Linked DNA regions of Callithrix jacchus: region 1 is linked to region 2. Evidence: chromatin contacts called from public Hi-C data. All regions are on one chromosome and are shown on one strand. Each heading gives the region's core, a stretch centred on a gene start, on an enhancer-like site or on the middle of the called end of the contact. The rest is flanking DNA. Distances are from core to core; before and after follow the strand shown.

Region 1 (3,806 bases), core at 559-3,058, 100 kb before region 2:
CAGCTTCACCCTTTGCCACCTTGTAGAGAGAGATGGCCTGAGGATACAGCCAACACAGAAGACCAATGGGCTTATTCCAGAGCCTGGGGTTAGCTGCATTTGGACCTCGCTGTATACCTGGTTTACTAATTATGATCTTCCAAAAATTCCTTTCTTGCTCTAACCAAGCAGGGCTAGGTTTCTGACAGTGCAATCAAGCATCCTAACCAGTACAGGAAGCTGGTCCTGCTGGGGCATGTCAGGGAAGGATTCTCCATAGAAGTGACAGTGAAACTGAGAAGCGAAAGATGACTGGGACCAGTCAGGTGGAGAGGAGGGGAGAGAACATTCTTAAGACAGTGGGAGCAGCTTATGAGAAGGCTCCAAGTTGTCAAGAACTGGGCTTTTGGAATCCATTTGCTTCATTACTTTGTGTGTATTCTACTATAGCTATAAACATCTTTCATGAATAGCCTTTATTAAATAAGATCTGTGACTCCGATTTACCATAATGTCCATTTGCAAAGTACTTTATTGTTTGCAAATCTCTTGTCATTGGATATGTCATAATTTATTAAATATATTTGACTTTGGTCTCACAAACCCCTGACTGCACTTAGTATTCATGCAGTCTAATTTTCTACTTTTCACCCAGGATTTTGGACTTAAAATACTGACTTTTCTCAGCTCAGAAGCCTAGAAGGATTGGAGGCAGCACTGAAAGTGTTTCGGAGTTGGGCCTCGGGCCAGGGGCCAGTTTTGCCTAGTGATGCAGCTGCCAAGAGGGCAACAGGTCCACCCTTGCTCAGAGCATCCATTCATCAGCTGGAAGAGGGAAATGAATTTGGCCTCCCGAGCAACTGGGACTATGGGCACGTGCCACCATGCCCAGCTAATTTTTGTATTTTTAGTAGAGACAGGGTTTCACCATGTTGGCCAGGATGGACTTGATCTCTTCACCTCATGGGCCTCAACCTCCCAAAGTGCTAGGATTACAAGCATGAGCCACCGTGCCCAGCCCGCACCCCTTCTTAACACCAGGGCCTGGGAGTGGCCTCATAGCACCTCCTGCCAGCCCAGACTCCAGGCTGGGTAATGACTCCACTCTGGCATCAAAGCCCTCTGCGGGCCCAGGGTCCATGCCAAGGCGGAGGATCCATTCCCCACTTCCCCACCCCAACCCCATGCCAGTGACCAGGGCCCAATCCCATCAGGGAAAAAAAAGCAGGGGTGCTGCTGGTTTGGGGGGAGGGTCAGGACAGGCTCCCAGTCAGTAGAGCTTGTTGAGTGCTGGTGAGGGTGAGTTCCTTGGCGTGGAGCCTCTGGCCCACAGGGGATGCTGGGCCCGGGATGATGGGAGGATGGGGTAGACATCCATTCCACGTCTTGGGGTGGAAAATCTGGCCCCGCAGGGTCTCTGTGTCTCGGGTGAGGGGACAGGCCAGGCTCTGGGCAACGGAGGATCCTGGGTTGGAGCTGTCAAGTCCCAGGCCTGGACCTGGTGACTCTGGTCCCACAGCAGAGGAATCCGGAATCCCGGGTGGAGTCAGCCCCAGGCCCGGGCGTCGGGACTCCAGATCGGCAGGGGGCGCTGCGTCTCGCGCCTCGCGCGCGAGGCTCGGGCGGCTCCGGGCAGACAGGGGGCGCTGTGGCGGCGCGGCGGGAGCCCGGCAGGTGGCGCTGTGGGCCGTGGCCGCGGCCGAGGCCCGGCGGGCGGGCGGCGGCGCGGTGCTGCAGCCGGCTCGCGAGCCAGGAGAACGGCGGCTGGCGCGCGGGAGGCGGAGCGGCGGCGGCGGGCGCGGCGGGAGCGGCTGGGCCCGGGCGGGCTGGAGCGCGGTCGCCGAGCGCAGGGCCGCGGCCGCGCGGAGCCCGCCATGCCGGCGCGGGTCTGAGGCGTGGCGAGCCAGGGCCGAGGCGAGCGGCGGGCGCGCCGCCCCTGTCGCCCCGCGGCGGGCCCGGCCCGGGCCCGATGAGCGGCGGCCTCGGCCTCCGGCGCAGCCCGGAAATGTCCGGCAAGATCGAGAAAGCAGGTGAGGAGCGGGCGCGGGGCGGCTCCCTCCGGCCCCGCCGGGCCCGCGGGCTCCGCCGATCACCGGCCGAGCGCGAGTCCCCCGGGATGCGCGGCCCTGCGTGCGCCGGGGCGGGGTGAGGCCACCGAGGCCTCGCCGGGGCGCCTGGCAGCTTCTCCTCCAGGCCCATTCCCGGCCGAGCGCGGGGGAAGCGGCCGCTGCGTGGGCACCGGGGGCCGGGCCGGGCGGGGCCCTGTGACCCGGGGTCGGGCGCACGAGCCGCTTCGCGGTCCCCGGGAACTTCCGAAAATGGCTCGAGCCCCGGGCAGGGGAAGAACCGCCCGGGCCGCGTGCTGCGGCGGCTGCGGAGATCCGTGCCCGGCCTGGGCTCCGCACTCGGAAGGTGAGCCGCCCTGAGCTGTAAAATGTGTCATTTCTAATGAGCCTGGAGTTTAAATTTAACCAGAAGCGTCCACTTCGGTTGCTTCAAAGGAAGCAGGCTGGATATGTGGGGGCGTTTCGAGGACGCAGTCAAGTTTCCCCCCGACTCTGATCAAGCTCAGACGGGCAAGGAGGGCAGGTGGGGGGGCCGGTGGGTGTGAGTAGATGATAAATCTTGATGCAGACCTTATCTCTTTGTGTGTTCCTAGAAATCTCGGGGAGTTGCCTTCCGAGTCGCTGGGTTTGCCTGTCCTGGGAATAGAGTCTCCAAAGATTCAATGACTGTCCTGCATATGAGACCCCGGGCTTCATTAGCCTGCGGCACCTTTGGAGTCCAGATGCGAATCCTTGGGTGTAAGGTGAGGTGGGTGGGTGTTCCGGGGGTCCTTTACTGGGGGCATGGCCTGTGGTCATAACCCAGGTACCAGGTTAGCTTTACGGCTGAATTAGGGAAAGTAGATTTTTAGAGTGCTGCCAGGGAGGTCTGTGGCTTTGATTGTGGAAGTTGCTTATGTTTCCCGGGTTGAGTATGGGATATTTCTGTGGGCTGCACCCTTGCAGCGTACCCACGAGGCAATGTGACATTTGCAGGCTGTGGTTGAAGCACAGAAGGACATATTTGTAGGCGTTGTTGAGGGTTTACTGTATATCTGACTCTTATTACCTAAAATGCATTGCTTCTTAAATTTTTGAAGCTTGTCTGTGGGAAAGAATATGGTCCCAGTTTTACAGGCTCACAGAGGTTCAGTGAATTCCAACTGTCCAGCCAGCAAGAGGGTAGCAGGTGGGGTATTGATTCCTGGGCCCTCTGACCAGAAGCCGGGGTGCTTTTCTCAGGGGCAGGACGGTTGGGTGCAGGTGCCATTTCTTGGGTATTTTTCTCACTGATCTGGAGCGCCTGCCGCTTTGCCCACTGACCATGAGTTGCCATCCTGTACACCTGCTGCTCCAGAAATATCTTGGGTTCATCCGTGCAGCATTTCTCAGGAACTTCTTGTAGTGTCTTATCAGAATGTACTGTTGGGAAACTTGGATAATTTATTTTATCCAGTTGCACTGGGCTCTTTGATTATAAGAATATTCGACGTTCATTGTTAAAACTTGGAAATCATGGAAAAGTAAAATGAACTGGATTGAAATATCATCTGTGAGCCCGAAACAGTGGCTCACGCCTGTGATCCCCGCATTTTGGGAGGCTGAAGCAGGAGGATCACTTGAGCCCAGGAGTTTGAAACAAGCCTGGGCAAAATGGCGAGACCTCATCACTACTTAAAACAGAAGCAAATTCTGTTTTTTAAAAAAGGAAAAAGTTATCTGTCATCCCGTGAGCTGCTTTCCACAGCCCAAACTGCTGGGAGTGAAACAACTCTTGATTTG
Region 2 (3,877 bases), core at 763-3,262:
GAGTAAACTGACGTGGATGCTTTTTAGGGTTTATATCCATTTCTACTCCAACCTCCTAGTAGAAATAGAAAACATAAATTTGGAGCCTCTTTTTTTTTGAGACAGAGTCTCTGTTGGCCAGGCTGGAGTGCAGTGGGGCAGTCTGGGCTCATTGTAATCTCCTCTCGGGTTCAGGAGATTCTCCTGCCTCAGCCTTTCAAGTAGTTGAGACTACAAGCATGTGCCACCATGCCCGGCTAATTTTTGTATTTTTAGTAGAGACATGGCTTCACCATATTGGCCACGCTGGTCTCAACCTCCTGACCTCAAGTGGTCTGCCCTCCTTGGCCTCCCAAAGTGCTGGGATTACAGGTGTGAGCCACCACTCCTGGCCTCGAGCATTTTAGAGAGTCCTTAGATCATCTTTAGATGAGGAAACTGAGTGCAAAATTGGGGGCACAGCCAAGCTCCAGTAGCTCATTAGCAACCAAACCAGAACCCCAGGGCTCTGTATTCAGAGAGCCTGCTCCTCAGCCCCACCTCACCCATTGTGTTCTCCCTGGTCACATCCTCACCCTCTAGGGGCCCGTGTATGCTCTGTCCCGTCTTTGACCTTTCATAACCCTGAGTTCTTCCCAATTCTCCAGCCCGGCAGAGCTCCCCCTGACAGACCGAGAGGTAGAGATCCTAAACAAGACAACCGGGATGTCGCAGTCAACCGAGCTCCTCCTAGACGCCGCGGATGAAGAGGTCGCGCCCCCCAAGCCCCCTCTGCCTGGCATTCGGGTGGTTGATAATAGGTAATTACCTTCCTGTTTGTCCAGCACCTCCATGGCATATTGAGCAAGAAAGGGAGGAAGGTAGGGCTCGGGCCATTGCTCCTTAGCGCTGGGGGCTTGGCCCTCCTTGGGAGGCTGACTCCAGAGATGTCTCCACCTCGCCTGGCCCTCTCTGGCCACACTGAGCTCTCCTGAAGCCTTCCTTTTGGCCTCAACCCAGAGACACCTGGTATGATTTATTGTGAAAGGAAAAGAAAGGGTTTTTCTTTTTGGTTCATTTGGTATTTACAGGTTTTATTTTGGTGGAGGGGAGTAGACAAGAGTTGAAGTGTGAATATTGGATGTGGAGAATCTAGTAATGAAAGAACCCCACATCCTGTACCCCACTATCTCTTTGGTGAGTGTGGTTTGGTCTGCCTGGACGTTTTGGTCTGTTTCAGTCCTCCACCAGCGTTGCCACCCAAGAAAAGACAGTCGGCGCCGTCCCCTACCCGAGTGGCTGTGGTGGCCCCCATGAGCCGAGCCACCAGTGGCTCCAGTTTGCCTGTTGGAATCAATAGGCAGGTAATGCAGCCCCTGTTCCCTGCATGGGAAAGCAGGGGAGGGGGTGGGGATGTTCAGAGATTTGGCTCCTGAAGCTGAAAGAAACCCATGGTCTTCAGGCTGGTGTTTGTCACATCGGGGGTGAGACCTTATACTCATCATTCTCTCTCCCGGACATGGTCAGAGTTCCCATATGGGTATGAGGGTCAGGGCAGGGAGGCCAGAGGCAAAGGCATCTCCTGGGGACAGCTGGGCCGCAGCTGACCCCAGCCCCAGACCCCCGACAAACTCCAGATGGCTGCTTCTCAACTGTATGTGTCCTTTGCTTGCTGACGTCAGAGGTGGTTTCTGAGCTGGCCTGGCAGTATTTCCTCCTCTAAGGAAATGCACCGGTTGCCTCACCCCTGATCTCTGCCACTGGTTCTCAAAAGTGACTTGGTTTTGCTTCTCTTTTTCCACTTGAGGATTTCGACGTTGACTGTTACGCACAGAGACGACTGTCAGGAGGCAGCCACTCATACGGTGGAGAGTCGCCCCGCCTGTCACCCTGCAGCAGCATAGGCAAGCTCAGCAAGTCAGATGAGCAGCTTTCCTCTCTGGACAGGGACAGTGGGCAGTGCTCCCGGAACACAAGCTGTGAAACACTAGGTGAGCTGCCAGTGTCCTGTTCCATCCTTCTCCGTGGCTTCTTTGGGGCTATGCAGCCCTGGGTGGGAGTCCCAGGTCATGCGATCATTGATTGTGTGACTTTGGCCAACTCATTTAAAATCTGAGCCTCAGCTTCCTCATCTGCAAAACGAGGGTAACAGTACCTGCCTCCCAAGGAGACACTATAAATGAAATTACAATGTAAAACCACAGCCTGGATATTCAAGCGGTAACTGTTGTTACAGTTCATCTGTTGGTGTGTAATTTGACTCTCTTTACCAAAATTAATAGCCATTTGTGTCAAGAGCTTTAAACAAAGGGGTGGGGGGCCTGACAACACTTGACAGAGGCTGAAGATGAGGAAGCTTCACGAGCCAGCCGTCTGGTTTCGGTGCTGAATGCCTGCTGGGCAGGGGGTTTAGAGAGCAGGAAGCTATTTGTATCCTGTGAACTAGATATTTTCACTTCTGAGAATGTATCCTAGGAGCATAATCAGAGATTAATAGCAAGATTTCACTGGTAGGAAATCACATGAATTGTGGTACACTCATTTGCTGGAATAATCTGTAGCTATTAAAAATCACTCATATTGTTAACTAGAATATGTACGAGACCATTTACATAGTATTCTCAATTGTTTCTCTTTTTTTTTTTTTTTTTTTTTTTGAGACAGAGTCTCACTGTATCACCGAGGCTGAAGTACAGTGAAGCAATCTAGGCTCACTGCAACCTCCACCTCCTGAGTTGATTCTCCTGCCTTACCCCCCGGCAAGTAGCTGGGATTACAAGCATGCGCTACCATATCTGGCTAATTTTTTTTTTTTTTTTTTTTTTTTTTTTTTAAGTAGAGGTGGGGGTTTTACCATGTTGGCCAGGCTGGTCTCAAACACCTGACCTCAGGTGATCTGCTTGCCTCAGCCTCCCAAAGTGCTGGGATTGTAGGCGTGAGCCACTGCACCCAACCAGTTTTTGTATTTTTAGTAGAGGCAGGGTTTCGCCACATTGGCCAGGCTGGTCTCAAACTCCTGGCCTCAAGTGATCAGCCTGCTTCCGCCTTGCAAAGTGCTGGAATAACAGGTGTGAACCACCACACCTGGCCCTCAGTTTGGCTTTTTTAAAAAGGAATCCCAGAGGCAAAAAGGGCATTTAAGGAAATACATCAAAATGTAATAGAGGCCCGGCATAGTGGCTCATGGCTGTAATCTCAGCTATTTGGGAGGCCTGAGGCAGGAGAATTGCTTGAACCCTGGAGGCAGAGGCTGTAGTAAGCCAAGGTTGCAGTGAGCCGAGATTGCAGCACTGCAGTCCAGCCTTGGCGACAGCGAGACTCTGTCTCAAAAAAAAAGTGGGGGGGAAATAGAAAGTACTGTTAAGAATACAGGATTGTGAGTGATTTTTATTTTCCTGATGTAATTTGCCACGGCTTCTGTAATGGTTGTGTATTTTTCTTTTTTTTTTAAGTAAAAAATACAGAAAAGTATAGCAGAACAGCCATATTCCCATCTGGTTTGCTTTTATAATCAGGGAGAAGAATGAAGAATATAACATGTAAATATTAAACCCTGGAGACAGGTCTTTGTCACACACCCATGAGCCAGACAGGGAGAGGTGGGTGCACCTGGCTGCTCCTGCAGGGCCTGTGGCTAACAGGTCTTTTTTTTCCTGTTGTGACTGCAGACCACTATGATCCCGACTATGAATTCCTCCAGCAAGACCTCTCTAACGCAGACCAGATACCTCAACAGACGGCCTGGAGCCTTAGCCCGTTGCCAGAGTCCTTGGGGGAGTCTGGGTCTCCATTTCTTGGCCATCCTTTCCAGCTGCCTCTTGGCAGCCATCCCCAGCCAGACGGAACACTGGCCCCAGGGCAGCAGACAGACACGCCGCCTGCTCTCCCCGAGAAGAAGCGCAGGAGCGCAGCCTCCCAG

The links. A called contact is a pair of places that touch in the nucleus more often than the background predicts.
Region 1: a Hi-C map of induced pluripotent stem cells shows a contact between it and region 2, with 3 times the contacts expected there. The contact joins the promoter of RAPGEF1 here to the enhancer-like site in region 2. A contact is called at or near these places in 2 of 3 Hi-C or Micro-C datasets (induced pluripotent stem cells and skeletal muscle).

Annotation. Positions count from the first base shown.
Region 1 is chr1:180,322,081-180,325,886 of calJac240_pri, reverse strand. RAPGEF1 (Rap guanine nucleotide exchange factor 1) reads left to right here and starts at 1,808. Exons shown (of 23, transcript XM_035260974.3): 1 at 1,808-2,009. The coding sequence starts at 1,949.
Region 2 is chr1:180,218,821-180,222,697 of calJac240_pri, reverse strand. It overlaps RAPGEF1 (Rap guanine nucleotide exchange factor 1), which reads left to right. Exons shown (of 23, transcript XM_035260974.3): 6 at 627-779; 7 at 1,199-1,322; 8 at 1,766-1,949; 9 at 3,627-3,877. Among named protein-coding and RNA genes, the nearest start is that of PRRT1B, 69 kb to the right of the region's middle. Within about 2 kb of position 2,012, at least 2 of the 16 cell types and tissues checked have an H3K27ac peak or open chromatin away from gene starts, as enhancers often do.